2 separate regions of the Anser cygnoides genome follow, and region 2 is linked to region 1. A link is a contact called in public Hi-C data. All regions are on one chromosome and are shown on one strand. The core of a region is the stretch at or near the end of the contact, and the rest is flanking DNA. Distances in the headings are between cores, read along the strand shown. Region 1 holds the start of HECTD2 (HECT domain E3 ubiquitin protein ligase 2). Region 2 holds the start of RPP30 (ribonuclease P/MRP subunit p30).

Region 1 (7,639 bases), core at 2,621-5,120:
AAGCAATCAGAAAGAGCGAAGCTTGCACGCGCTATTCCACTCCATCACATCCTGCTCCAAGTGCGGCTCCAACAATGTTAAACAAACATACTGATAAAGGCTTTGCTGGAAAGCCCTGGAGGAATACCGGGGAAGTACATGCTCATCAAAGAGGATCTGTGACATCTCCTGGGAGAGTAATCTAGGACAAGCGTACAGCACTGTGTCATACTTATAAAACTCTGTAGGAGGTCAACGAGCCTCTAGAGCCTAAAACGCTACAAACACACAGCCATCAGAAAACCGAACCCCCACATAAGGAACAGGCATGCTTGGAGGAAGTGGATCAAAGCCATCTTTAATCCTCCTCTAATCCTTTTCTAAGAGCATATTAATAACTTACAACGCTGCTGGCTTCTTACTGAAATTTTTCAAAAGCATTAAGCCCTCCATAAGGCTGGAGAAGTACTAGCTTTATACTTTATACATTTATGTTTTCCATTATTGAAATGAAACCAGATGGTGAAAACAAGTCAAACTGCTTGCAAAGAGCACATACAGAGTGCTTGCAGAAAAAGAGGCAAAAAGACCATCTAGAAGAGTTTCTTGAAAACCTTGCTCTTCAGCCCTAACTTAACTCACTGAAGACCCCTACGTATGTAGTGAGCAAGGACCAGGGGTGCCAGAAAACACAGAGGAAACAAGGATTACCCAAAGACAGCTGTCAGTGCAACAGCCTACTCAAAAAGTAAAATTTTCCTTTCCATTCATATCTTGAAAGGTGTAACATCAGACCGTTTTTGCTTTATAGAAACCTCTACTTGTTCCTGCTTACAAGAGGCAAGTTAAATAACTTCCCACAAATTTATTTGCAGAATCTGAATACTGACATCCAAACCACCTCCCCCTATGCATTATTTTTTAATCATCATTCCACGCATAAGAAAAACCTTGGCACGTTGCAGGACCACATTAATTTATTGTGGGAGTAATTTAGCTCCACAACTTCCCTTAGGAATGAAAGCAGAAGAAAATCACCCAGAAAGGTTACCCTCTTTCAGTAACTCCACACGGTCCTTGCCTAGAAAAAGCCACGATGCAAATGGCAATAGCAGTAGTCACATAAACACTTTCTTCCAATTTTCAGCCTGCTTAAACTCCAGATGTGACATCTTTCATGCTCATGCCCTAATAAGATAACGTATACTGTGGTTATCTATTGACTCTCTCAAATTCTGACCTTTTCCACAGCTACTGTGGAGAATAGAAAGTTTAAAAGATGTGTCACACCTTCATACTGCCTTCTAGGAAGCTACAGTCATGTTGCACAAATCTATGGTGGGTCCCTAGCAATGGAAGAAAATGTCAATTGCGCAAACAACCTGGGGAGATGTTTTGAGACCAGGATATATAAGGCTCGCTCTTCACACAGAGACGAGGTAAGTCATCATATGATGGCTATACGCTTAGAAATAATAGGCAGAGATAACGAGCAAATTAACAACATCAGAAGTATTTTCATATTTGTATCAGGCATTTGTTTTTAAAGAAAAGGAATTTTAATAGGAAAAAAAAGCAAATTTTAAAGACATTTTCCCCCTTTAGTCACCTTATCAAATTATAAACTTTTCTCCAGTTTAATGACGATGCAGGTGAGAAAATGTCTGTCTTTAAAAGTGCGTGAGAATCTGATTCAGTAACATTCATTTCTGATTTTCAAGCAGAAGTTTTAATATAAAAAAAAAAATAAAAACCATCTGTATAGGATGAATCTCACACCATACTCCTGAAAACCTTGTAATTAGATGCGTAGGTTGGTCAACACTAGGGCTCAGCAGACCATCAGTCCAATACCTTCTTTCAACTCATAAAGGTCTTGCAAAAGCATATCTGCATTCCCTGTTTGGTACATTTGGACCAAAACCAGCATTCTGGTGCACACTGAGAAATCCAGGGCTGTCGAAAGATCTATTACATCTTTCCACACAGCTCTCCCTCTGTAACATACTATTAAAATCTGCATGCATCTCCGTAAGTTCAAAGTCCCCCATGCATTTGACAAGCAATCACACATAGCCAGATCTGAGCTGCTCTGTAGCAGGTCAGCTCAGACAACTTATTAATTCCTGCAGGCAGCAGTTCAGAGAAGCATGTGGGATGCCCAGCCACAAACCAGATTCTTCTCCCGATTCTTCAGGACAGTGGAAATGCTGCATAGCTGATCAGTTGCATGTATTTTTCATTACCTAAGCTAAGCCTGACACATTGTAGCCCATCATTATTTACCTTCCCCAAGGGACTGGCATCTGCCATTCCAAGTCTGAAATGGAGCACCTTTCCGAGGTTGCACCTTATCAAAGGTGCAAGTCACTCCCGGGTACTTGGCCATCGCTGTCTTCTCCCAAATCTTTATCTGAATCACAGGAACAAACACATCCTCCCAAATTCTGACAGATTTGGGAAGCTGAAAGCCTCTCAGAAGATTGGAACATCTTAGCCAAAACACAAATTGGCAGAACTGCTCAAAGGAGTTTGCAGTTTGACTACAATTACTTGGTTTAACATCACAATTATTTCATGACAGTCAAAAACGTTAAGCACTCAATCTTTTAAACTCAAATTATGGTAATTTGCTGCTGGTAATTTCTAGTAAACCTGATACTTATCAGAACCATTGAACTAAAGTCTCGTAACTATATTAGCATAGGGTTGATAAGATGTTTGCTTCATTGCTGGGCTGAATAAGTTACAGCGAGCTTTAATGTTGAGTTATACACAATAAGCGACTTACGCCAGGAAAATTTTATGTTTCACAATACTGTACAATCAGCAGAAAGAAAATCATAACTCAAGTATGATTAAAGATCTCAAATGAGGTTTCTTGAAACTAAATTGCTCTGGCAAATACCTTTCTCGACGTTTATTTTTTCTAAACCCGCGTTAACTCATTCATCACTTACCGAGCTGTTCTGTCATCTTGGCTTCAACACAATGCAAAAAACGGAAGAGACTTTTAAAGAAAAAGTTAAAAATACAGAAGCCTCTCCCAGCTAGCTGTTGCCATACGCGCATTAGGAGCCGGAGCCCCCGCTCCCAAACCCCCACCGACAGCGCTGCAAATCCTCAGCCATGACTAACCCGAGCGAGCAGACCGTTGTAAAATGTTAAAGAACTATAAGTAGAGGGAGAATTTATAGCTCCGTTATGTCACCGCTTCCAGGCGCGCTCGTTATTTTTAAGAAACTTGAATGAAAGCCTCCCCGGGCTCGGCAGCCGAGGGACGCCGCCGGCGGTGCCCGCCCGGAGCGGGGCGCGGAGCAAGCGCCCGCCGAGCCCCCGACCTACCCCGGCCGCCGCGCTGGATGCCGCCGGGAGGGGCGGCAGCTTCTCCCTCTCCTTCTCCCCTTCCTCCTCCTCTTCTTCCTCACCCTCGCCTTCCTCCTCCTCGGCCGCCGGCGGGGCCGCGCTGCCCTGGCCCAGCTCCGCGCCCGGCGGCAGCTCCGCGCCGGGGCCGGGGCCGGGGCCGGGGCCGGGGCCGGGGGGGGGAGGTCGGCGGCAGCCGTGGCCGTCGGGGGGATCGGCAGCGACATGGCCCCGCTCCCGGCTCCTGTCCCCTCGCCGGCTCCCGGAGCCCGTCCCCTCGGGCCAGCAGCCGCTCCGAGGAGCTCCGCTCCGCTCCGCTCGCGCAGCAGCGGGGCTGCTCCCGGGCGCCCAGACACCCCCGCACGGCGGGGCGGAGCGCGGCCCGGCCGCCCCCGCCGCGGCCCGGCGAGGAGCGGGGTGGGACCGTGCGGGACGGAGCGGTGCGGAGGCGGCCGGCGGCGCCGTCCCCCGCTGCCCCCGCGCCCCGCTCAGCCGCCGCGCCACCTACAGACGGCGGGCAGCGCGAGGGGCGGCCGCCGCCATGTTGTTTATAGGCGCCTCATAGAAACGCGCCTGGCGACCGGGGGCGCCGCGCGGGGGCAGCGGAGGACACGGCTACGGAAACTCCGTAGCGCAGGAAAAGGCGCCGGGCGGGGAGCGCGGGCGGCGGCCGTACGGGAATCGGGGCTGTGCTCCGCGCTCTGCGCAGCCGCCGTGGTGAGGGGGCGAGCCCGGCGCTGCGGCCGCGGGCCTGAGGGGGCTTCGCTCCCTGGGGAGGCTGGTGCAGGACGGCGAGTAAATAAATATACGAGTAATAAGTGATCGATTACGGATAAGGGACATCGGGGTGGGTGCCAGCGTGGCGCTCCGGTTCCTCTTCATCACCTCAGCGGTGGTGTGCGTTACGCTCGCAGGCAGGGTTTGGGGTTTGTCACAGTGCCTCGTTACCACATGGTAATGTCATTACAGTTTCAAATCACATTCTTTAATGAGGAAAATAAAGAAGCTAAGTATAAAAAGATTCTCTCCGTGTCTCACTGGCATAGACAGAGCGAAGCCAGGATCCGGCAACGGCAGAAGCTCAGGACGTCTGAGGCATGACCCATTTTCAGAGCCTCAGTGCCATACCCTGGGCTTGCTGAAGCTTTGCTGTTTAAAAAAAAAATAAAAAAATAAAAAATCATCTTTAGAAGACATGCTGTCTTGAACTGGTTGTAATACAACATCTAGTGTAGATGTCTAGGGGTACTGACCTACCACTTGACTTGATAAGCAAAGCTATGGGGAGTCCTACATGAGAGGGCTGTCGTGGTTGTGTATACTGAGCAACAAAACATTTAGGTCCTTGAAACCACTAGCTGCCACCTGAAGCTAGCTGCTTTCAGAGCACTCTTAATTTGCCTAGAGACCTCCCCTCCTAGTGCAGGGGTCAAAGGAGTGCAAATAGTTACGTACCAGTAGTTACGTACAAGAAATCTTCAAGATGGTTTCTTGGATAGAGGTAAACCACACAATAGTTTTTCCCCAGCACTGGCATTACACAAGTAGCTCCCGCAGGTTGGAGCTGTGGTAAAGATCTCTGTACGATGCATAAAAAAGGGCATAATTGGTACTGCAGTGGTAATCTAACACATTGAAAAATGCTTTCCATTTCTGAAGGAACTGGCAGACCTAAAGTTTGTTAGGTTTCATTAAGAAATCCCTTTGTCTCCCTACCAAGTTAAATTTGAAAGCTGTTTTTTCCAAGAAGTTCACTTCTCACTGTGCTTGCCTCCAAGTTGCTCTCAGTGGTTGGCATAAGTAAGTGGCTCACTGCAGTTAAACAAAGCCCCCCAAAACTCACTCATCTTTTTCTTTTCCTTGCTGAGAAATAACATAATGATAGTAATTGCAACAACTTCAGTACAAGCAGCTATACACTAAGTGGTAATCCGCAACTGGAAGTAATTGGCAAAGCGGTTCTGTGGAGCTATGCCAATTGGAAACATGGAAGGGTCTGTTTCCTTAAGCCTGCAGAGAGAAAGAAGCAGAGGGAAATAGAAAGTACACAAATGATTTCATAATGCCTCTTTTTTTTTTTTTTTTTCATTTCTATTGAGCTATAAGGGTCTTTTTTTGATAGCTTCAAAAATACTGAAATAGCATTTTAGCAAGATTATTTCACAAAAAGCTAATGCAACACCAGAGCAAGACATCAATTTTTTGCTGTCCATAGAAATATCGAACCTGTTCTACATTAAAACAAAGTGCTCTGTTGAACTAAACTAATTCAGGGGAATATTTTGACCCAGGACAATTAGGAAAATTGGCATAAATCTGTTAAAAATTTTTGTTCCTATTTTTGTAAAAGAGTAAAAGGACCTTATACTGAAGGAGAAATAAATGCATTTTCCTACTTCTAATAAAGGTAGCATACATCTATTGCCTAGGGTTTGTAACTAAAAGTATTTCAATATTATTCATACATCTACAACACAGTCAAAGATGTAACCATCTGGGAAAATGTGCTGGGAAAGGCACATCTAAACTGGCTTTAAATTTGCTAGTATGGATGGATGCTAGATGGTTGCAGCAGTGCTGTGTGTAATGAGGCAATGCATGTAACCATGCAATCATTCATTGCCAAAGTGATAAACAAGGGTAGTGGGCAATGGAGCATTGAGAAAAAAGGATAAAGATTGCCTGTCTTCTAACAGGCAATATTACTGTGTTCCCTCCTTTATCCTTACAAGGACCCTTTCCTTGATTCTTTTAATCACTTTGAGCAACTTAAAAGTCTTAAATCACATGTTGCCAGCTACTTCACATTATTTTGGGGGGAGTCAGGAAACAGTAAGGTTCAATCACAAGCTGTTCCTCATGCCAAGTACATTCTGCTGGGCCTACACATTCACACTGGTTCCTGGATGAGTTTTGCAGCCTGCACTGGACCCCACGCTGGCATGCCCCGCTGCTGGCTCAGATAAGCGTACATAAAGCACAGTAACACCCCTGAGTGACTATGGCTGTACATGTCCCTGAACATATTTTCTTGTACTTAAGGGAAAACAGTCCAACCTTAGCAGGGTGCTGGTCCGATCAAGCAGGAGGAGACCTTGACAATTTATTTTAGAATTATTCACAAACATATTCCTTCTATCCAAAGAGTTTGAGTCGTCAGGAAGGGGAAAAAGTCAACTGCACATCTCTGCACAATGACGTGGCCAGGCACAGACCGGCACAGGAATGACAGATGGAAACTAACTAACTGCTAACATTTGTTCACAAACGATTAGTAAATGCTTACAAGTAATAGATACACTCGCAGAGACTGGCATTTGGGAATGATGCGCGCACACACACAAAAGGCTTAATTTCCTGGCTAGTATTTTCATGACAAATAATTGAGTGTACCTGGTCACATGTTCCTCTGCAGTTAGAAGTCAGAATGCAACCATAGCCAAATTCAGCCCTGGTTTAACACAGGAACAGTAGGGGTGGTTTTAGCCCTTAGTGGTTATTATTATTAATGATTAATGATAATTATAATAATTAATGATTATAATAATTAACGGGGGGGGGGGGTGCAGGGCTTGTCTAGTTTTGGCTGGCCCTCAAATGCTTTACTAGTGTTTGCAGGAATGTCAGAGATCCTTGATGCAAGCCGACATAGCTGACATGTCAGGAATTGAAGTGGCCTTTGTCCTTTAGAAAAGATAGGCTGAATTTTTGTTTGGTTGCTGATACACTCTTGTCACACAGCTATTCTGTCTTTCTTTCTTATTGAGCAGTACTTTTTCTTCCTTATCATACTCTGAATATCTTACACACTTCCTAGTACAAAAATATTTGGACCTTCAGCAGATGTGTGCTTTATGAGATGGACCCTGAGTGGGCGCAAGGGGAAGCACAGGATGGCTGAAACATTGAAAGGGGAAGCAAAAGCTGGAGACAACCCATTTCCTCTCTATGGGAGTAGGAGAGAGATAAATGGTTGGGAGTTTTCCAACACAACAGGTTTTCGGCAAAACATTTCAGTTTCAACAGAAAGACCTGATTCATTGAAATAGAAATGTTTTACAAAAAAGCATCTTTTTCAGTGACCTTTTAACAGAACTCAGGCAGGATGCCACTGAAACCCACCCGTTACTCTGCCGACTCAGTTGGAGGCCTCACCATACGTGCCATGTGAATCATGTCAAAATCAGAGACCACACGACTTCTGAACTCCCGAGCTGCTCTACCCTCCCATGCCACCTGCCCACATCACCTTCTAGGGAAGATGGAAGTCCATGTCTGCCCACAAGTCATACCTGGT
Region 2 (7,639 bases), core at 2,354-4,853, 190 kb after region 1:
CAAAGCACAGTGACTATGACCAAAGTAATAATAAGAAAAAACCCTTCCCGTTTTCACGTACTAAAACAAAGCCAATAGTAATCTAACCATATAGTTAAGTCTCTACTGCAAGCAATTCTCTGAAGTCATTTTGGGGTTTGTCCCATACACCTAGATAGGCACTTACAGCTTTTCCCTCAATAACATAGTGCTACAAACAGGCACAGGGCTTGCTCATGGTATTCTAGCGTACACACAGAAATCCAGATACCAAAGAAAAGGACCAATAACAGAACTGCTATCCCATATTGACAAATGATCAACAGAATCATATCCAGTTTTCTAAGTCTGCATCCCTTCACAATTGCTTTAGCATCTAAAGATGTAACCTGAGAAATCAGTACTGAATACCCTGTGAAATCCATGAAGCTTTCCCCTACACGATTTCCAAAGCTTCCAAAGCTTCATTCATTCACTGAGAGAAGATAATAAAAATTGGAAAACTGATATACTGAATATACTTACCAAGAGATTACAGTGAGAAGGATCAGAAACAACAAGTGTCAGACGGGTTAAGACTTTAAGTTGTTTAGATGTCCCCTATGAAGGAAAAATAATTCAAGACTTAAAAAGCTCCAAAGCAAAAATTTGTGGTGATTTTCACCCTGTTCACTACAAAAAGAAAATGGTGCCTTGCTCATTTTTTTTGCCTACACTAAAATTTCCAGAAGTGTGTAGTTAAAATTCCCTGATTTTGTTGTTTTATATTGACATGCTGGATATTATATCTGGCCTTCTGAAAAAATGACTTAGTGTGTTTCTCTGAGGAAGGGATCAACAGAAAAAATGAATATCATGCAGAAAACTGAGCATGTTTTATTACCACTGCTATGGCTCCCCAAGCAAGCAGCAACTGTGAGCAAAAGCATTTCCTGAATAATGTACATCAGTGATTCAAAATACAGACTTGGTTCGTTTTATCCAAATCTTGTTGCATCAAAACCAGAAAGAAATTTCCAAAACTCAGGCCTAAATTTCAAGAGTATTCACTGTGAATATTCAACTAGAAGATGATTCAAAATTCACACACAACACATTTTTTTAAAATCATTTATAAAATAAAGAATCGACCCTCCTCTAATGTGAGCGTATCATTCTTCCAATGTTGGGAGTTTTAAGAATCAAGCAATGGACAAATTTCTCATTTTTAGTTAACATGTAATACACAGAATCTCACAGATAAACACAAGAAAAAGATTGTAACTCAATAATAATTCATAGATGGAATGTAACTAAACATACCTGTACAATAGGTAAAGATGGAAATAACTCTGACGGAGATACTGGCTTGGCAATTTCCTTAAGAGAGAATAAAATAAAGTTATTCACAATATAATGGGTTGTTTAGAACGTAAACAAAAGTTGTGTTCCAATTCTAAAAATAAGTTTACCATCCTAACAAAACTATTTCATAGGGACAGTTCATGGATCATATTAAAAGTTAACCCCACAGCAATAATACTGAATTATAACATGGAAGTTCTGTTACAAATGAAAACATGTATTTACATCTAAATGAGCATTTTAAAGACAAAGGTATTTAGGGGCATGTAGATTTAACAATAGAAAACACGCTAAGAACAAATAAACCCAACAGAAATTACCTGTTTCTTTTCTTTAAAATCGACGACATGATTAAGAGCAACTGCAGAATATCCCACTAAAAAAAAAAAACCAAACACATCATAAGACTGTTTTGTCCAGTAAACTAATGGAAACAAAGCCAAACAGAAATCTGTCAAAAACTCATTACTTATATATCTCAAAATTAATAATTATGTACATATATATACACCTTTCACGTTGATTTTTTTTTTCTCTGAAGATTAGCTCACCAAAGAAGCATCTTAAAGTACAAAAATTTATTTTAATACACCCCAGTCATGACTACACTCACTGGATGGCAGAGCTTTATGAACACAAATGATTGCTTGAGCACAGTTTGTTGGCATGGCCAGCACCGGAGCACATACAGGAGATGAACAGTTAAGTGTTACGCTGGGCTTGCAAGTGAATTGGACAGGCTAAGAGTCATTCGGAAAATACATTCTAGATGAAGCTACTGTAAGGTCAGGAAGAAACTGGTTGAAAATTAACAGCAGATATCAATGACTTCTTGCCAAGCTGGGGGTCCCAAACATTTTGCCCTAGCTTGGTCCTATTAATGACTTTCTTTAGGAAAAATGGTTAACGACATTCAGCATACTTGTTAAAACTGCAGACAACACAAAGGTATGAAAGGTAGAGTTATATTAGAAGGCAAAGTTAGAATTCAAAACAATGTTGACAAACTGACAAAAAGTTCTCATTCAACAGGGATTAGAGAAAGATTGTACATTTGACAAAGACAAATCACCCACAAACACTCTACAGGAAGCAACTGGTTGTAAAACAATTCTTCAGGAAAAAAAAAAAAAGACCTAGGGTCTTAAGAAATTACAAGCGGAAAATGAGTCCCCAAGTTGGGAAAAAAAATATATACAATGGGATAGACAGGCTGAGATACAGACTGCAAGACACAGCACCATTTTTCCATGGTGCTCAGCACTGAGAAGACCTCAGTCTCGGTCACTTCACTTGCAGAAAACTGCAGGTCAAGCAGAGTAGGGGGAGGAGCAACGACAATGAATGAAATATGAAAATGCAGACCTGTGAGGAAACTCTGAATGGAGGTTTAGGCCAAAAGAAAGGGAAACTAAGGACAGAGATTCCTGCTGCACTTACACAAACCTTCTTGCAGCTTATATTCTGCTGCTCTCCCGGCCAGGACCAGCCCCCCTTAGGGCAGACCCACAGGCTGTGCACCAGGAGGCCAAGCCATGCTGGGGCACGGATGCCTCAGGCAGCTTTTCTCCTGCTCCATCACAGGGCTGACCTAGGAACTGCCAGGTGTGAGGCACGGGAAGCACGGCTGCGGACACAGGCTAGCAGAAGGAGGAAGACTGCAGTTTTCAACAGCAGCAGACTGGAAGATACATTGTGCACAGAAACATACTCACATTTGAACAAATACAAAGATGACATAAAGGGAAAGGCTGCCTTTAAGGGGCCAAGACACGAAGAAACTATAAAAACCATGCTGAGCAAGACCAGTAGCTCTGGAACAAGCTGCCTACAGAGGCTGTGGAGCAACTGGGGGCCCTAAAATCCTTGCAGGACAGTGACGCATCAGGCACAGCAGGCACTGCCCGGCCTCCCAAGCGCAGGGAAAGCCCTGTGCAGGGTGCCTTCGGCTCCCCTCCAGCCCAGCTCTGCCAGGATTCACACTTCTGCTGCTAACACCAACCCAGCACAGCAGGGAGAGGCCGGCATCCTCCACCCCCGGCCGGCCCGAACCGCCGCACTGCCCCAGCCCCTCCAGCCCGGCTCGGCCCGGCGCAGGGCCGGCCGCTGCCCCGCTCCCGGACTCACGGCGAGCCGCAGCCTCCAGCAGGCTCTGCAGCCCCTTCTTGTCCGGGCCCTGCGGCACGTTCAGGTCGGCGAACCCGGCCATGCTGCGCGCAGCACCGCCCCGCCCGGCCCGGGGCACCCTGGGGCTTGTAGTCCCGCCCTGGTGGCCGGGCGGGGAGCTGTGGAGGAGGCCCCGTGGCGGGCGGGGCAGGCCCCAGCCCCACAGACAGGGCTGAGGAGGGGACGAGGCATGGCCCCGTGGCCCCTGTGCAACGTGCCGGGGGCTGGGAGCAGGAGCAGCCGAGCTCGCTCGGGCCCAGCGCCCTCAGGGGCCGGTGTCGTGCCCACCAGGTGGAGCCGCGGTCCTGCTCGACTGAAGCATCACCGACCCAAATTCATGGGGCCTCAGCCGACCACTGCTTATTTGTATAAGAGTCCTTTCTAGTTATTTCAAGGCCTTTTTTTCCCATGTTAAAAAATTGTGAAATAAAGACCCAGGCTGCCATGCAAGAGATATTCCCCAAAATGCCAAAGCACTCAGGAATTACAATAGACCACAGAACGTGCACACATCGACTACGTAGCGCTGTTGCAAAACCCACAAATCTCATTTTGCTGCTGATAATCAACACAGCGTATGCGAAATAGGGGTGGTAACTACCACTGTTTTGGTTTGTTTGTGTTGGGGACTTACAACAGCAGCTGCTGAAGACAGTGTCTGCAATTTGTTCCCAGTTTTGAGGTAGTATTGCAGGCCCTTGCAAATCTTTTGCTTCCTCTTTCTTCAGACTGGGATAATTCATGAAGAAAAGTCTGTGGGGTATCTGGAACTCTGAACACTTAACCAGGCAAAACTGCTCCTCACCGGGGCCAAGGTGGCAGTGCTGACTGCTCCTGGGTATGTTGCCACGCCTTGGTAGAGCTTGGACCCATTATGCCTTGAGATTTGTGACTCGTTTGTGCCAAAGAGATCATCATAGAATCATTAAGGTTGGAAAAGACCTCCAAGATCATCTGGTCCAACCATCACCCTACCACCAATGTCACACACTAAACCATGTCCCTAAGCAACAGGTCCAACCTTTCCTTGAACACCCCCAGGGACGCTGATGCCACCACTTCCCTGGGCAACCCGTTCCAATGGCTGACTAATCTTTCTGAGAAGAAATGTCTCCTAATTTCCAACCTAAACCTCCCCTGGCTCAGCTTGAGGCCATTCCCTCTAGTCCTATCACTAGTCCTGTCACTGCGAGAAGAGATTGACTCCCAGCTCCCCACAGCTTCCTTTCAGGTAGCTGTAGAGAGCAATAAGGTTTCCCCTGAGCCTTCTCTTCTCCAGACTAAATGACCCCAGTTCCCTCAGCCACTCCTCACAGGACTTGTGCTCCAGGCCCTTCACCAGCTTTGTAGCTCTTCTCTGGGCAAGTTCCAGGGCCTCAATATCCTTTTTGTAGTGAGGGGCCCACAGCTGAACACAGTACTTGAGGAGCAGCCTCACCAGAGCAGAATACAGGGTGACGATCACCTCCCTGGTCCTGCTGGCTACACTATTCCTGATACAAGCCAGGATGCCATTGGCCTTCTTGGCCACCTGGGCACACTGCTGGCTCGTGTTCAGGCGAGCATCAATCAGCACCCCCAGATCGTTTTCCTCTGCACAGCTTTCGATCCACTCTCCCCCAAGCCTGTAGCGCTGCACGGGGTTATTGTGGCCAAACTACAGGACCCGGCACTTTGCCATGTTGAACATCATCCCATTGGCCTCTGCCCATTGATCCAACCTGTCCAGGTCCCTCTGCAGAGCCTTCCTATCCTCTGGCAGATCAACACTTCTCCCCAACTTGGTGTTGCCTGCAAACTTACTGAGGGTGCAATCAATTCCCTCATCCAAATCATCAATAAAGATATTAAAGAGGATGGGCCCCAACACTGACCCTTGGGGAACACCACTGGTGACCAGTCGCCAGCTGAATTTCACTCCATTCACCACCACGCTCCGGGCCCGGCTGTCCAGCCAGTTTTTACCCCAGCCAGGAATGTACCTGTCCAAGCCATGGGCTGCCAGCTTCTCCAGGAGAGTACTATGGGAGAATGTGTCAAAGGCCTTGCTGAAGTCTAGGTAGACTACGTCAACAGCCTTTCCCTCATCCGCCAGGCGGGTCACCCGGTCATACAAGGAGATGAGGTTGGTCAGGCAGGACTTGCCTTTCATGAACCAATGCTGGCTGGGCCAGATCCCCTGGTTGTCCCGCATATGCTGCATGATTGCTTTCAAGATGACCTGTTTCATCACCTTTCCTGGCACCAAGGTCAGGCTGACAGACCTATAGTTCCCCAGGTCCTCCTTACAACCCTTCTTATAGATGGGTGTCACATTAGCAAGTCTCCAGTCATCCGGGAGCTCTCTGAATGACCATCACCGCTGATCACACGTTTTGCAACGGATCACCAGGAAAAAACAGTATGCGATCGGCACGTTTCTGGCCTTGTGGTCTAATGAGTTACAAAGACCTGGGATGGCGTTAACAGAAGCCACCTGTGGCTGTGGAGACCAGGCTGGGAGCTCAGGGTGGCTTTGGGGGACAGTAGCCAACAGCCTGTCACATCTCTGTGAAAGGGGAAAAAACAGACTGATAGACAGTCTTTGCTGTTGCCACAGGTATGGCAGCCTTTTGTTATTGACAATTGTAGAGGTCAAGATATTTCAGCAAAGGAGCTCTGTTTTGGCCTATCTGAGCCTGTAAGGTGTTTGTTTATTAGATCAGCCAGAACTGCTTCTCTGCCAGTCATCTGAACAATTAGCGTAGCCTGAATGGTATTCTCAAGGCCTTTCTGTGAAGTGTGTGAACATAGAAGAGCTTCAAGTATTATTTCAGATTTTCTTTAACTATGTATGCTGTAACTTGTTTTGTCTTAATTTGTCTGTAAGAAGAAATCCATAAACATATCAATTATTTCTGAATGGCCCTATTGGACTTGTACTAAGAGACATTGAACAAGATTAAGCAGCTTTTGTGTTTGGCAATATACAAGATAAACAAACCTTTCCTTGAGGCACTGAAAATGGAGAACATTTAAATGGATCTTCATGAATCCTGCAGAACACTATTAGCTGTGATGGCGTAAGAGTCTGAGTATGAAGCACTTTCAGCATCACATATCACAAATCATTTTCACAGACCAGTGTGCAACCTTATTTCCTACATTAATTACTCCGATATTACTATTTTTGTTCAGGCCAGCCCTGGTGATCTACTTAAAACATCTTTATGGTTCTGACTATTAAGTCACAAGCCTCTAATATGCTTTGTTTTATCTGTGGCCTGAAGTCCTCCTAGTAGAGCCAAATTTTCTCCCTCTAGATATTTTTTTCTCACTATATTTAGATCTCAGTGAAGTCCTTCCAGGTATTTTTTTATGCAGTTCCTCTAACAATTCTTCTAACGTGTTTTCTATGGGCAGCCCAGGGTAGTGGCTGACAGATTTTTGCTTGTTTATTTATTTATTTATTGTTTAGTTCTGCATTTAGCACCTTTAGGAAGCTGAAGATATTGTTTGGTATCACCTATCTCGGCAACTCAGTAACATAAATGTCAGGATCACTTTTATCATAACCTTAACAGTTTCCTTCATAAAGCTGCAGAATGAATTTTCAGGGATGAGAACTCTGTTTTTCTGCATGATAAAGAACTTCTAGTATAAATTTCATCTTAATTGTTTGTTTTCTTTTCAGATGACAGCTTGCTTTTCTTCGGTATTTGCTGGTTCCAAAAAAGGAAGACATCATTTCACATTTATTTAACTTGCACAGATGTGAGTATTTATTTTGACAAAGATAAGAAACACCAAGGATGTGAACGGTTACCTCTCTGTTTTACTGCCACAGAGTGGTGATGATTTATTTTCACAAAGGCAAGAAAGGACAGAAAAGAAACTGCAGCTGCAACATCTTTGCTAGAAGTTGGACAAGAGTGTTATTTGCTAAACTACATTCTGGGAATAAAAATCAAGGTTTCAATAATATTTGTCCATGGAATTCTACCCAGTCTGTGATAAAATATTCTAAATATTTTGACAACATATTTCCCCAAGGCAGAAGAAACATATACCTATACTTTATTTATTATTCCCAACAGCAGGTCCTCACCACACTTATATTGGTTTCCAAGAAAAGAAGATGAAAACGAAAGAAAAAAATTTACAAGAGATA

The links. A called contact is a pair of places that touch in the nucleus more often than the background predicts.
Region 2: a contact with region 1 is called in a Hi-C map of liver, with 2.9 times the contacts expected there. The contact joins the promoter of RPP30 here to the promoter of HECTD2 in region 1. A contact is called at or near these places in 3 of 7 Hi-C or Micro-C datasets (granulosa cells and liver).

What each region holds. Positions count from the first base shown.
Region 1 is chr7:17,628,119-17,635,757 of Taihu_goose_T2T_genome, forward strand. It overlaps HECTD2 (HECT domain E3 ubiquitin protein ligase 2), which reads right to left and starts at 3,871. Exons shown (of 23, transcript XM_048069026.2): 1 at 3,498-3,871; 2 at 3,325-3,495. The coding sequence starts at 3,569.
Region 2 is chr7:17,815,549-17,823,187 of Taihu_goose_T2T_genome, forward strand. RPP30 (ribonuclease P/MRP subunit p30) reads right to left here and starts at 3,604. Exons shown (of 11, transcript XM_048069301.2): 1 at 3,451-3,604; 2 at 1,644-1,699; 3 at 1,282-1,338; 4 at 505-579. The coding sequence starts at 3,532.